Linked DNA regions of Mus musculus: region 1 is linked to region 2. The links are chromatin contacts, called in public Hi-C maps. All regions are on one chromosome and are shown on one strand. The core of a region is the stretch at or near the end of the contact, and the rest is flanking DNA. Distances in the headings are between cores, read along the strand shown.

What was found. A called contact is a pair of places that touch in the nucleus more often than the background predicts.
Region 1: a contact with region 2 is called in a Hi-C map of uterus, with 4 times the contacts expected there. The contact joins two enhancer-like sites. A contact is called at or near these places in 1 of 484 Hi-C or Micro-C datasets (uterus) and 1 of 9 other capture datasets (embryonic stem cells).

The regions. Positions count from the first base shown.
Region 1 is chr1:186,343,269-186,349,117 of GRCm38.p6, forward strand. No RefSeq gene overlaps it. Among named protein-coding and RNA genes, the nearest start is that of Gm35341, 62 kb to the right of the region's middle. Within about 2 kb of position 4,578, at least 19 of the 459 cell types and tissues checked have an H3K27ac peak or open chromatin away from gene starts, as enhancers often do. A contact at or near this core is called in uterus, where this site is marked.
Region 2 is chr1:185,964,887-185,970,732 of GRCm38.p6, forward strand. No RefSeq gene overlaps it. Among named protein-coding and RNA genes, the nearest start is that of Lyplal1, 150 kb to the right of the region's middle. Within about 2 kb of position 4,470, at least 29 of the 459 cell types and tissues checked have an H3K27ac peak or open chromatin away from gene starts, as enhancers often do. A contact at or near this core is called in uterus, where this site is marked.

The DNA.
Region 1 (5,849 bases), core at 3,328-5,827, 380 kb after region 2:
TATGTCAACCAAGGATTACAGAGCTGACCCTGTGTGGCAGCTGGGTAAGCCACAGCTGTGATTAAAAGCTTAATAGACATGTCCGATCTGGGCTTTCCCTGCCCACCGGTCCTGGAACTCAGGCTGTTTATTTAAAACCTCTGGCTCATTATCCTCCTCTCCTGCACAATGGAATTAAGGTGGACTATCTTCTAGAGCTGTTTAGAAGACTGTACTTTAAATATGTATAACCAAATAAGGACCTGACACAAAATGACTCTTCCATAAATTACAATCCATTTTGTACACACATAGACTAAAACTCACAGTCCTTATAAGGAGCTAATAAGGAGATAAGTGTATGCATGTTATTTGTTGCTTCTGTATTTTTAATGCTATTTTACTTGTATTGAACATTGCACACATTTATATAATGTATTTTATCCGTACCCATTCACCGTTGTCTCCCTCTAGTTCCTAGTATCTCCCAGTCTCCTTCCCAACTCTATGTCATCACTTCATTCATGACACCCTGGAGACAGTCAGCACTGCACATCTGGTGCTGTGTCCTGGGGCCCACCAGTGGTTACATCCCCACAGGAGGTTAACATTACCAAAAAATCCTTGGCTAGGGATGAAGCTTTGGGATCCCCTCTCCCTATCCACAGAGGAATTTTGGCTTGATCTTCTGTAGACCTTGTACAGGTTACTGGTGCCTCTGGGTTGCAATGTTACATACTATCTCCAAGAGAAAAATATATGGAGGCATGACTGAAAGAAGACAGACTAGAGTACAACTTACATCTGAATAATAATGTTTAATCATACTGCATATATCAAAATATTTAAAATAAAAACAGTGACATAGCACTATTTTAGATTTCTACTAATACAAGAGATGAATTTGATATATGGATTTATAAGATTTCATAATAAATAGCAAAATTTTATAGTAAATAGTAACATTTTTAGAAGTATACATTGTTTATATTTCTTTAGGCACTTTAACATTTAAGACACACAATAATTATGCACATTTGTGGGGCACTGTGTGATATTTTGATACATATATGTGATACGTGATGAATGGCCAGCTCAGAGACACAGTCACAGCCATCATTCCAAGTGATGATGCACCTTCTCTGTGGGAAACATTTCTTGTCCTCTCTATGAGCTATTTTTTAAAGCTTATGTCAATTAACCTTTTACGCAATTAACCAAGGTTAAATAAAGATATTTTCAATTAAAACTTATATTCTTCTTTGTATTTATAAATTCTGTGAGATGTTATTTATCATTATATTTGGCTAGCATCATTGCTTCATAAAAGGACTTTTGCTTCATGTTATGTGTGCAGGACTTTATTTAGTCTTCTTAACATTTCAGCCAGCCTTCTCAAGTTAAAAATACACCATTTGGATTATTTGACTCCATATAGATTATTAGATAACTGTTTGTCGGACTTTCAATTCGGGTCTCGTATCTTAGTTAAATTCTCAAGGACAACTTGGCCTTCAGTGTTTGATAGCTCAGAAACCACAGTTCTCCTTTAATATTAATGTAATATTTCCAAATGGGAAAAGTGCAATGTGCTGCCTCTTTAGAGTTTCTGGTACTCTCAGTAGAACAATCTTGTGAACTAAACTCATGTCTCTTGAAGCACAGTTTAAGTGGTTTGCTAAATACCAACGCTGCTACATATCACAAGGAGCTGCCATCACATTACCTTGCTTTCAACACTACTGAGAAATAGCTGACACATCAATGATAAATGCAAGAATTAAATGGTCCTCTCCCATGATGAGGTATATTATGGCTTCCTTTGGATGCTCTGAGGAGGGAAGAGTGTGATTGATTGTGTTGGGGAAGAAATGAAAGACTCAGTAAATAATTGCTTTTCTCACTCATCTCAAGACCAGACCTGAATCTCAGACAGTTGCGATTTCAGGATGGTACATGAAAGGACAGTTTAGCCTTTATTAGATCTAAGAAACTGGATTTAAGGATGAAGAATGTCTCAAATGCTGATCTGAGTAAACCGATCAAAAATAGAACATTACCTAAATGTTGAGGAGCTCAGATTTATAAAAGACAGAGACATTCACGTGTAAAACCAAAGCATTTGGGCCATTGAGAAGAAAGGTTGTGGCCTGGCTTCTAGCCTGTCTCTATCCTTAACCCTTTCCTTTTGAATTCAAAGAGATTAAATCAACTTCCCCGGGCCAGTCCTGGATGAGAACATCAAGAGCATGTTGGCTGTGAGAAGGAGAAGGGGGAGATGGAGACGGGGCTGTGAGATCATAGGTCTTTTCCATCTTTGCATCCTGGGTTTCTGCCATTCCTTCCCACACAACTCAAACTGCAGCCACACTGGCTCGCTTGCCATTCCCTAAACATACCCCACACTTAAGTCGGAAGAGCCTTGCACATATTGTTCTACTGCTCTCACGCCACCTCCTCATTTCTGCCCTGCAAGCTCCTACACATGTGCACGAGTCCTACCCCACTTTTTGAAATCTACCTCAATTCACAAGAGGTAAACTGTGTCTCCCACTGGCTTCCATGCTTGCCTATTTCTCCCCCACTCTGACTCTGTGTAACTGAAATGTACGTAGCTGAAATGCCTTTATTCCTCTTATGGAATAAGCTGAGCTCCTAAATCACTTTCTGTTCCGTCCTTGACAGAGAGCTCAACCATGGAGAGCAGGGTTGATAACCGTGTGCATCGTTTTAGATAAGCCATAATTCAGACACAAGAGTGACAAAAACAAGGAGAGGCTGCTAGAGGTAAAGATCTAGGTCAGGGTGAGAACTGAGGTAAAGACAGAGGTAGGGATGGAGATGGGGTGGACAGTGGTCCTAAGAAGGGGAACTGAGGTGGGGATAAGGCTGTGAATATGGACAGGGGTAAGGACAGAGGTAGTGATGGGGAAAGCAATGGGGATGGGAAAGCATGGGGTTTGGGATGGAGATGAGGAGAGAGACAGAGCTAGGGGAGGGATAGAATAAAGACAGAGACGGAGGGGGAAATGAGGATAAGGAGAGATGGGGTGGTGTTGGGCTATACATAGGGGCAGAAGGAAGAGGGTGAGATGAAGACAGAGATAAAGGAGCAGAAGCTGAATGGAGACTGCGGTGGCGGTAGAGGGCGTGAGATGGAAGAGACAGAGATAGAAATTGTGTGCTGCTTGTTTCAGTTACCAAAGGGGGCAAACCTCAGGGACAGAGAGGCACAGAACCTCTGTGCGAATGTTTACTCTGAGGGCTGTAATTTGGATAAGTAGAGGGAAAGCAGACTTCATTAAATTTGCAATGAAACTGCCGGGTACATCAGGATGCAGAACAGGGGATAATAGAGCTCCACTATGCTTTGGGTTATTTTATTTAGATTGAGTTTGATCGTCTTTAATACTGAATTCTGAGTCTCAGGAAGCGTAGACTGTGTATTTCTTTTAAGTATATGCAAAACAAACAAACAAAAAAACCAACAAAAACAAAACTAATATCTTCAACAAATAAAAAGCTGCTTTTGAATGAAGAACCATGGGAATCTCCATCACAATTACACTAAATTAATATCCCTACTAAGAGAGTGAGCTTCACAAACAATTGAAAAGGAAAGCAATACAAAAACACCTCTTTTTACACATTAGCCACCCTGCTATAAACATCAAGGAAGAGTGAGATGCCTCATGCACAGGTGGAGCATGCGGTGTCAAGATAGATAGATAGATAGATAGATAGATAGATAGATAGATAGATAGATAGATGGATGGATGGATGGATGGATGGATGGATAGATAGGTAGATAGAGAGATAGAGAGACAGAGAGATAGAGAGATAGAGAGATATAGATACTCAGGAAGCAACTTTTATGACCAGAGATGCTTTTAAGAATGAAAAATTAAGACACAGTTAACACACACCACCAATACACCACACCATAGAACATAACTTAGATGAGCTAATCTGCAAGAGTGGAGTAAAAAAATGAGGTAATGCTGTTGAGGGGATTATATTCAAAATATGGCAAGACATCAATAGTGACCGAGCGGAGGAAGGAAGGCGTCTCAGCTGTTAGCAATAAGGCAACCGCAAATTTGCAAGATGTATTAACTGCTTCAGTAACTGGTAGTTCAAGAAGTTTAATCCCCAAGACTTCATGCGACCGTCTGTGACAGGGCTGCCCGAGCTATACATCTTTTTCTTGGCCGTGGTTACTGAAATTCTTCCTCCCTTCGTCCTTCCCTCGAGGGTCAGTTCAGGAAGAAAGAGTAGTAGATGGAGAGCTGGCTTCTTGTCTTTCCTCATCCTGCAAAGACTGCCTCCACCACGGACAAGAGGAATGTGTAATGTTGCTCAGACAGGCGGAGGAACTGACACCACGTTTTCTATATCACCCAATGTGCTGAAGGGTGCAAATCATTTGTAAAAGCATTAAGTTGGTTACATTGGCTAAGCAGTTGAAATTGTAAGCTCTTGAATGTCAAGCGCTGACCCTGTGGGGTGGGGGGAGGTTGAAGTGGAATGGTGTGGTGGAGGGCAGGCTTTGGGTCATGTTTTATACTGGAAGTTTAATTGTCCTGGCAAGGATGTTGAAGTGACTCATTGAGCTGAAGTGGATTCTATCTTCCAGCACAGATTTGAAATGGGGGAGGATAGCGCAGCAATAGTATCTTTAAAAGAATTGGCTTAGTTTGCCTCAGCCCCTAACTACTTCCATGCAGATTCATTTGTTTTGGACACCAATGTTGAAAGCAAGCCAATGATAGCAAAAATAGTGTCTATGTCGCCCCTTTTGAACCCACACAAACCTTTTCACTGTGTTTAAGCCAGGGATTTTTTTTTCCAAAGAAAATTACATGTTCTTTGGTCCTTTCCGATCTTTTATTGAAGAACGTTAAATAGTTTATAGCTAGAAAGAATTATAAAGTCATCATGACACCAAGTTTGTGCAATGGTGTTTTCCAAATGTGTTTTGATTATTCTCACAGAAACTCTCATCCCACTCAGAGATGAGTGTTTCTAACTTGGCGTTGTAAGGTGAGTCATGCTGTCTGTTTATCCCCGGGACATAGGTGCTGGATTTACCTTGCTTTAAAGGAATGCTCTCTGCATGGGTTTTATAATCCTTTGCTAGTCAGTGGCCAACCCCCTGAGATGCCCCTTGTGTCACTGAAAATAGTGAACTCGAAACTCCAGCACAGAGCAACCCTTTACTATCAGCTGGGGAAATTTTCTGCTGGAAGACTGTTGCATATGCTTGCAGAAATGCTGCCTCTTAAATCCCCACCCCTAAGAGTGTAATCAGAGCTATTCCAAAGGCAAGTAGGACCAAGTAATCTCCATCCAGAGGGTGTCACAGAAAACCTGTGGATGCTATTGCTGGGCTGGGAAGGGAAATCAGGGAAGGATGCGGAGAACAGGGACATTTTGTTCCCAGAATACCTTTACTAAGAGACTCTTAAGATGAAGCTAGTAGTCACTGCATGATAAATGGGTTTTGAATCGTGTGGAAGCTCAGGGGAGGGACTGGCATTTTGATTACCCAGATTCAAATCAGACCAAGGAGAGTAGAAAGGGGTTAATTTCTTAGAAATCTCAGAAGCAGAATGAACAGGCTCCAGTAATAAAAATAAAATAAAATAAGCAGTAATGAAGCAGCTGAGTGATAGAATTTCTTTCAGTCTTTGAAGTGGGAAAGTGTCGTGATGAATTCTGTTGGTCCAGGTGAACTTGGGTCACCTACAGGAAGCTCTGCTGGCGACAAAAGAAACATAAACTTGCAGCCATGATAAGATCATTGCTAGAGGAGTCAGAGACCATCACTGTGGGAGTGACCACTGAAGGCTGGGGGGAAAGTATGCTCT
Region 2 (5,846 bases), core at 3,220-5,719:
AACTCCAACAGCCTCAGCTCTCTGAAAGGCAGCCTCTATCTCCCTTGCTTTACCTGGGATTCTCCCTGCTAGAATCCAGCAAATATCAGGGAGTAGACTGGGCTTACAGAGAATCTTACATTCTTATTTTAATTGCTTTTCTTGAACCTTATGCTATTTCTTTGTAGGCAGCTTGCCAACACTCTATGGTCACTGTTCTCTTCAGTCTGCTTTTCCAGTTGCTTACAGGAATAGGGATAGTTGGTCCAAATCATTGCATTGGGGCTGCAATTAGAAGTCAATATTGATGTTGTATGGTAGAAGGGAGAATTGAAGTTTTATGAGCAAAAGAATGACATGACATATATTATGTTTGAGAAATGTCATGAACAGTATGACAAGGCTGTCACATGGCATCATATCTATATTACATGATAGATCTACATTACTACAGTACTACATACATAGACTGCAGAAAGGAGGATTGATAAAAGCTGTGTAGGAAGTTGTAAACCAGACACAAGATCCTAACCTGGACTATGGGTGATAACAAAGAACATGAGGTCACAGAGAAGAACGTAAGTGTCAATGGTTATTGTCCAGCAGGACTTGGAAGATACACCTGTTAAAATTCTCTTGGATGAGGGGGGGTGTGGTTCTTTGGTGGAGACTTTGCCAAGCATATGCAAGTCCCTGGGTTTGACCCCAGTACTGTAAAATCAAAAAAGGTTCTTGAGGAAAAATGAAAGGAAGGGAGAGTGCTAGCAATTAGGATAGCTTTTACTGAGTGTGAGCCGTATTTTTCTGCCATGTGGAGGAGTAGTGCCAAACAAGACAGTGGGGGTGAGGGGTGCCTGGGAGATGAATCTGGATCAGTGTTTACTGAGCCAGGATCAATCGTTTAGAACCTATATAACAAGTCAGTTGTGGGAAGATCTGTAATCCCAGTGCTGGGAAGACAGAAAAAAAGTCCTTGAAACTCACTAGTCAACCAGCCTTGACTAATAAGTTAGTTCCAGGTTTAAATGGGAGACCCTGTTTCAAAGATTAAGAAAACGACTGAGTAAGAAACCTGTTATTTATCTTTGACCTGAAACACACACACACCACACACACACACACACACACACACACACACACACACACACACACACACCACACATGTGAGTGTGCACAGGCAATTCTCATAATAACCTTTTAGCTATTACTCTCAATTTACAAATGCAGAGACTGGTGTTAAAAAAGGAGATTAAGAAACTGAGTGAAGCCAGACCAGCTGCAATGATGGACAGTTCCCACCTCTCATCTGATTATTTCTGGACCTGTAGTCTTTCATTTGTTGTACTTCCTCTCTTGAGTAAGGCAGATTTCCCAAACCCTGTTTCCATCAATGAAGGGATACCAGTAACTTTAAAATTAAAGCTTAAAACGTTCTAAGCCTGTGAAGTTAGAACCAGAAGGTATCGGAAGCCGTGAATCGCTATCTAACTCTACCCATGTGAAGTTGGAAGTGACTCTTTGAGTGTCTCCTGCAGTCTGGCTGGTGATAAGTATTTAGGCTAAACTCCTGCTTCTAGATGCTGCTTCGTGACTGATGCTTTGCTATCAGGGATGTGTTTAAGAGCCGCTCATTCAACTCTAGCTAATGGTCTGACCAGCTCACTGACCTGTTCTTTACTGGGACTCTTAGCACATCAAGGCTGTCCTCCATTTTGCTTTAAAACACTTTAGGATGCCTTTGGACATAAAGGAGAAAATACAGCCATGCTTTGCTGTTTTGCCAAACTCAGCAACAACCTTTTGATGTGTTTATAAGTCTTTTACAAGAACATTCACCATCAAGAAAAATGGTTAGGCTGGAGGTAAAAGTGGCCAAGAGGGCATTCTGTGTGAAGAAATTGGTTTACTGTAAGTCAACTGTCCTGTGACAGACTGCAACTTAAACAGTACATGATCAAGAGTGCTTGGGACAGTCTGTATATAGATTGCCCCTGTACCTTCAGTGACTCGCTTGCCATCTCTCTTCTACGACACCTTTCATTTCTTCTGTGTCCCTTGTACCTTGGGATCAAATTGGACCTTTGCATGCTGATAATTAGCTACTTGTATGTACCACCCAGGAGGGTATATTTGCCAATGAGAAGGTCATGAGAAAATGTACATTATATACATAAGTCCATGCAGGAATCACAGGTATATATATGGTCAAGTAGAATCACTAGCCAGTGCTGTGGTTGACCGTGGTTGCCAGAGGAGTTGGAGAGACAAATGGGTGGTGGCCCAGAAGGATGACAACAGAAATACAAATCTCTGCATGGATGGGTAAAGCAAGGAGACCTTCAGGCTTAAGGCAGGCATGGGAAAGATTATGGAGGTCCTGATCCCCCTCTCACTCTCCTTCTTTCCCTCCCTCCTTCTTTTCCTCTTTAGCACTGTAGAGCTAGCTGGATAGGTGGCCCCTGACCCACTGGGCACTTCCCCTACTGGAGGACACTCTGGCAGAGTCAGTATCTGTGAAAAATGCCAGCAGATGGGCCAGCTCCACTGCGTTCAGCCCACTAAGCCGAGTCACAGATGTTATCCATATCCACCACAGTGTCCAACCCTTTGACAAACGTTTCTGAGTTCCTTGGCTCCATAAAACCCATGTGTCATTGAGTTCCCTGGGTTGAGTGCATGCTACTTCGGAAAGCATTTCCCTTGTCCATTTGTCTGATGAGATGTTTACAGACCTCCAACATCTGCATATCAGTTGGGGCCTACCCTCCCTTGTCCACTGTCATCTCCATTGCTTTCTGTGGGATGCTCACCCATGGTTAACTGTATGTTCCACTGTCATTGGGAATTGCTTAACATTTCCTTGACTCCTGTAGAACACAGATACTCTTAACCCATAGTGCAGACTGCTGGGAGCAGAAGGAGGAGGTGGTATAGTTTCACACAGTTTTATTATTTCCTGCCCTTGGTCTTAATCCCAAAGGCTGAAGATTATTTCCAAATGTGCCCTGCAACCAATCCCGTCATTACATGGGTATTAGGTCCTACAACTCAGCGTTATGGCTTAGGCATCTTCATTCCTCATGAGACTGTGTGTGGGTTTTGACATGGAGAGAAGCGCAGCCTTGTAGAACTGATTGAAAACATGTACACTGTGGCAGGGCATGCATGTGGAGTTCAGCCCAGGGCTTCAGCAGTGTGAACTGAGAATGTCAGCAGCTGCTGCCAGCAAGAGAAAGCATTTGAGAACGAGACACCTTCACCCAGTTCCTATCCAGCATTGTTTAGAAGCCACATGTAATCACATGAGCTAGTTTAATGGCATGCCGTTTCCATGTAAACCTTCTGCCACGGAAAACAAGTTTCGACAAGCAGTGACCTTCACTCAAACTCCTGCAGTGGTAGGGGGTATCAAAATGTACCTGGGAAATGGGTTGGATGTCTTTAGTCTTCTATAAATAGATTCTAGTTATCCGAGCAGAGTGCAGGGAAAGGCATTCCCAAGGTGGTATCATCATTTATCCCTGCTGTTATTTAGATTAAAAGACAACAAATGTTCATAAGGCATTTTAATGAAACTGACAAAATGTGTAAGATCATACATAGAGGCTTAAAAGAAAACACCAGTGGATGGGCTATATGTGACTTTAAATGATGTTGTTCGAAATAACTTATCTGTGCCCTGTTGATGGAGGGCTTTGCTGCTACCAGAGTGCTTTACTGTTTCTGTTGTCATATGACTATCTTGACTGCCACACACCACACACTTATGCATGTGTGTCCATCCATGCAACCCATGATACAGAAACATGTTTATATCTATGTGTGCACACATATATGCACATACATTGGTATACACACGTAAGTATGTCCAGCACATATACACATGTACAAATACACACTGATCTTCCCAGTACATACAGACACTTTGTAGACAGAAGATCCTCAAGTAGATGTTGTTGAATAAAAAATGTTTTGCTTTGCCAGGATGGCCTCATACATATTCATACGTTCTCTCTGTCTCTTTTGCATATTTTGCAAGAGAGTTGGTTTCCACTCCCACACACTGACATGCCCTGTACAAAGATCAAACCTGGTGCTTTTACTCACTTTTTGAACTTTTTGCCTTATTGACTCGATTGGTAAAGTATACCACCACTTAAGAAGGAAATGGAAAATTTAGAAGGTAGGAAGAAACCAAGAAAAGTAGGAAAGAAGATACATAGGAAGGAAGGGCAGAATGAGTGTAAGGGAAAAATGGAGACATGAAAGAGAAGAGAAAATTCAGGCGTGTTCTTTCTTGAAAAATCTATCAGACCTGGAAGGAAAGCCATTTGTTGAAGTGACCCAGGGAAGCAGAGGAATCCTCTGGATGACCCCCAGAGACTCCTTTCAGCACTAATGATCCATGAAGGAGATTTACAGACCCGCATGCACTGACCCCAAGCAAGCCTTGGCACACTGCTTCCCTCCCACTCTGGCCAATGTTATCACCTCATTCACAATGGTCACTCCCTCTCAACCTTCCCTGCTTGCCTGCTCTGCCTGCCTGCCTGGGCTGCTGGTAGTCATCACTGGCCTAGAGCCCAGAGGGTGTGTGTTTAGTACCCTGGAGGTGGGATTTGCTCCCCACATACAGCGAGGCACCAGCTGGACCATGTTTTCAACATGTTCAGCCAAGTTTTCTTTCTGGACAGATCACCCTGTGAAATCTGACTTGCCCCTGTTTGCTGACTGAGCCAGTTGAACAGTGGTCACCCTGAGATCACAGGAAACACATCCTTGCTGTAAAGTCCCTTTGGGACCCACATGGCCCTCGGATGAGCACTAATCTCGGTTTCTTATTTTATTTTTTCTTTTCCATGGGAATAAGAGTGTTTCTCTGCCAAATGGAATATTTTTATGCCTTTCTTTTAGATGTTCCTGGGAAGGATGCTTAAGGTCTGGCAATTATTGTTCCTCTTTGCATCAAGGAGAAACATGAGACTTTAATGTTGAATAACAAAGCAAAACAAAAAAAAAGGAAAGGAGGAAAAAAGAAAAGAAAGCATGCTTCTTGTATGTAATTGATTGATTGGTCTTATTTAGTGGACAAGTCTTTTCTGGCAAGGTTGAATCCATGAGTTTCTTGATGTGGACAACAGACAAGTGAGGAGAGGGCATGGTGATGGATTCTATGACTCATCCTAGCCACACCTCTTACTTAGAAAAAAAATATGTTGTGGAGATATTTAGTGGATCACAACATCTATTGGCAGCCAGATGTTTTCTTTTTGTTTGTTTCCCTTGTGAATAGACTGAAAACAAAAACAGGCAGAAAGCTAGGGGTGGGTAACTATGTTCACTCTGGTGAGAAATGAAATCTGAACTCCTTCAAGGTCCCCAAAGGGAGACCCAGAGGTGGGGGAATATAAGGGTCCCCTCCTCTGCAGATGCAGGGAGAACGGTAGGTCAAAGATGCTATTGAGAGCAAGTGCCAGAGTGAAATTTATTTTGTTGTTTAGAGAGAGATGGTCTAAATGTGTATAAATAAAGGCCTTCATGGGGCACCTTGTCCCAAAATTAGAAGGAGAAGCAGGAAAAGAAAAAACTGCTTCCTGCCTGAAAGCAAAGGAAGGACACTTGAAATTTCATCCACTTTAAGAGCAAGAGAGATCGTGGCACTGAAAAGGAGTGTGAAGGAAAGGAGGAAAGGTTTATAAAGCAGTGGGAGGATCATCTGCATGGAAATGAAGGTCCATGGGAGCATTTGTCGAATGTTCTGATTACAGTAAGTGACTAGGCAGTGGACGTACCACGGCCATTCTTACCTGGACTTTTCGTTTAGTTTAGAGCTCACAGATTCTCTCTGAGATTCTCCTTTCTACATG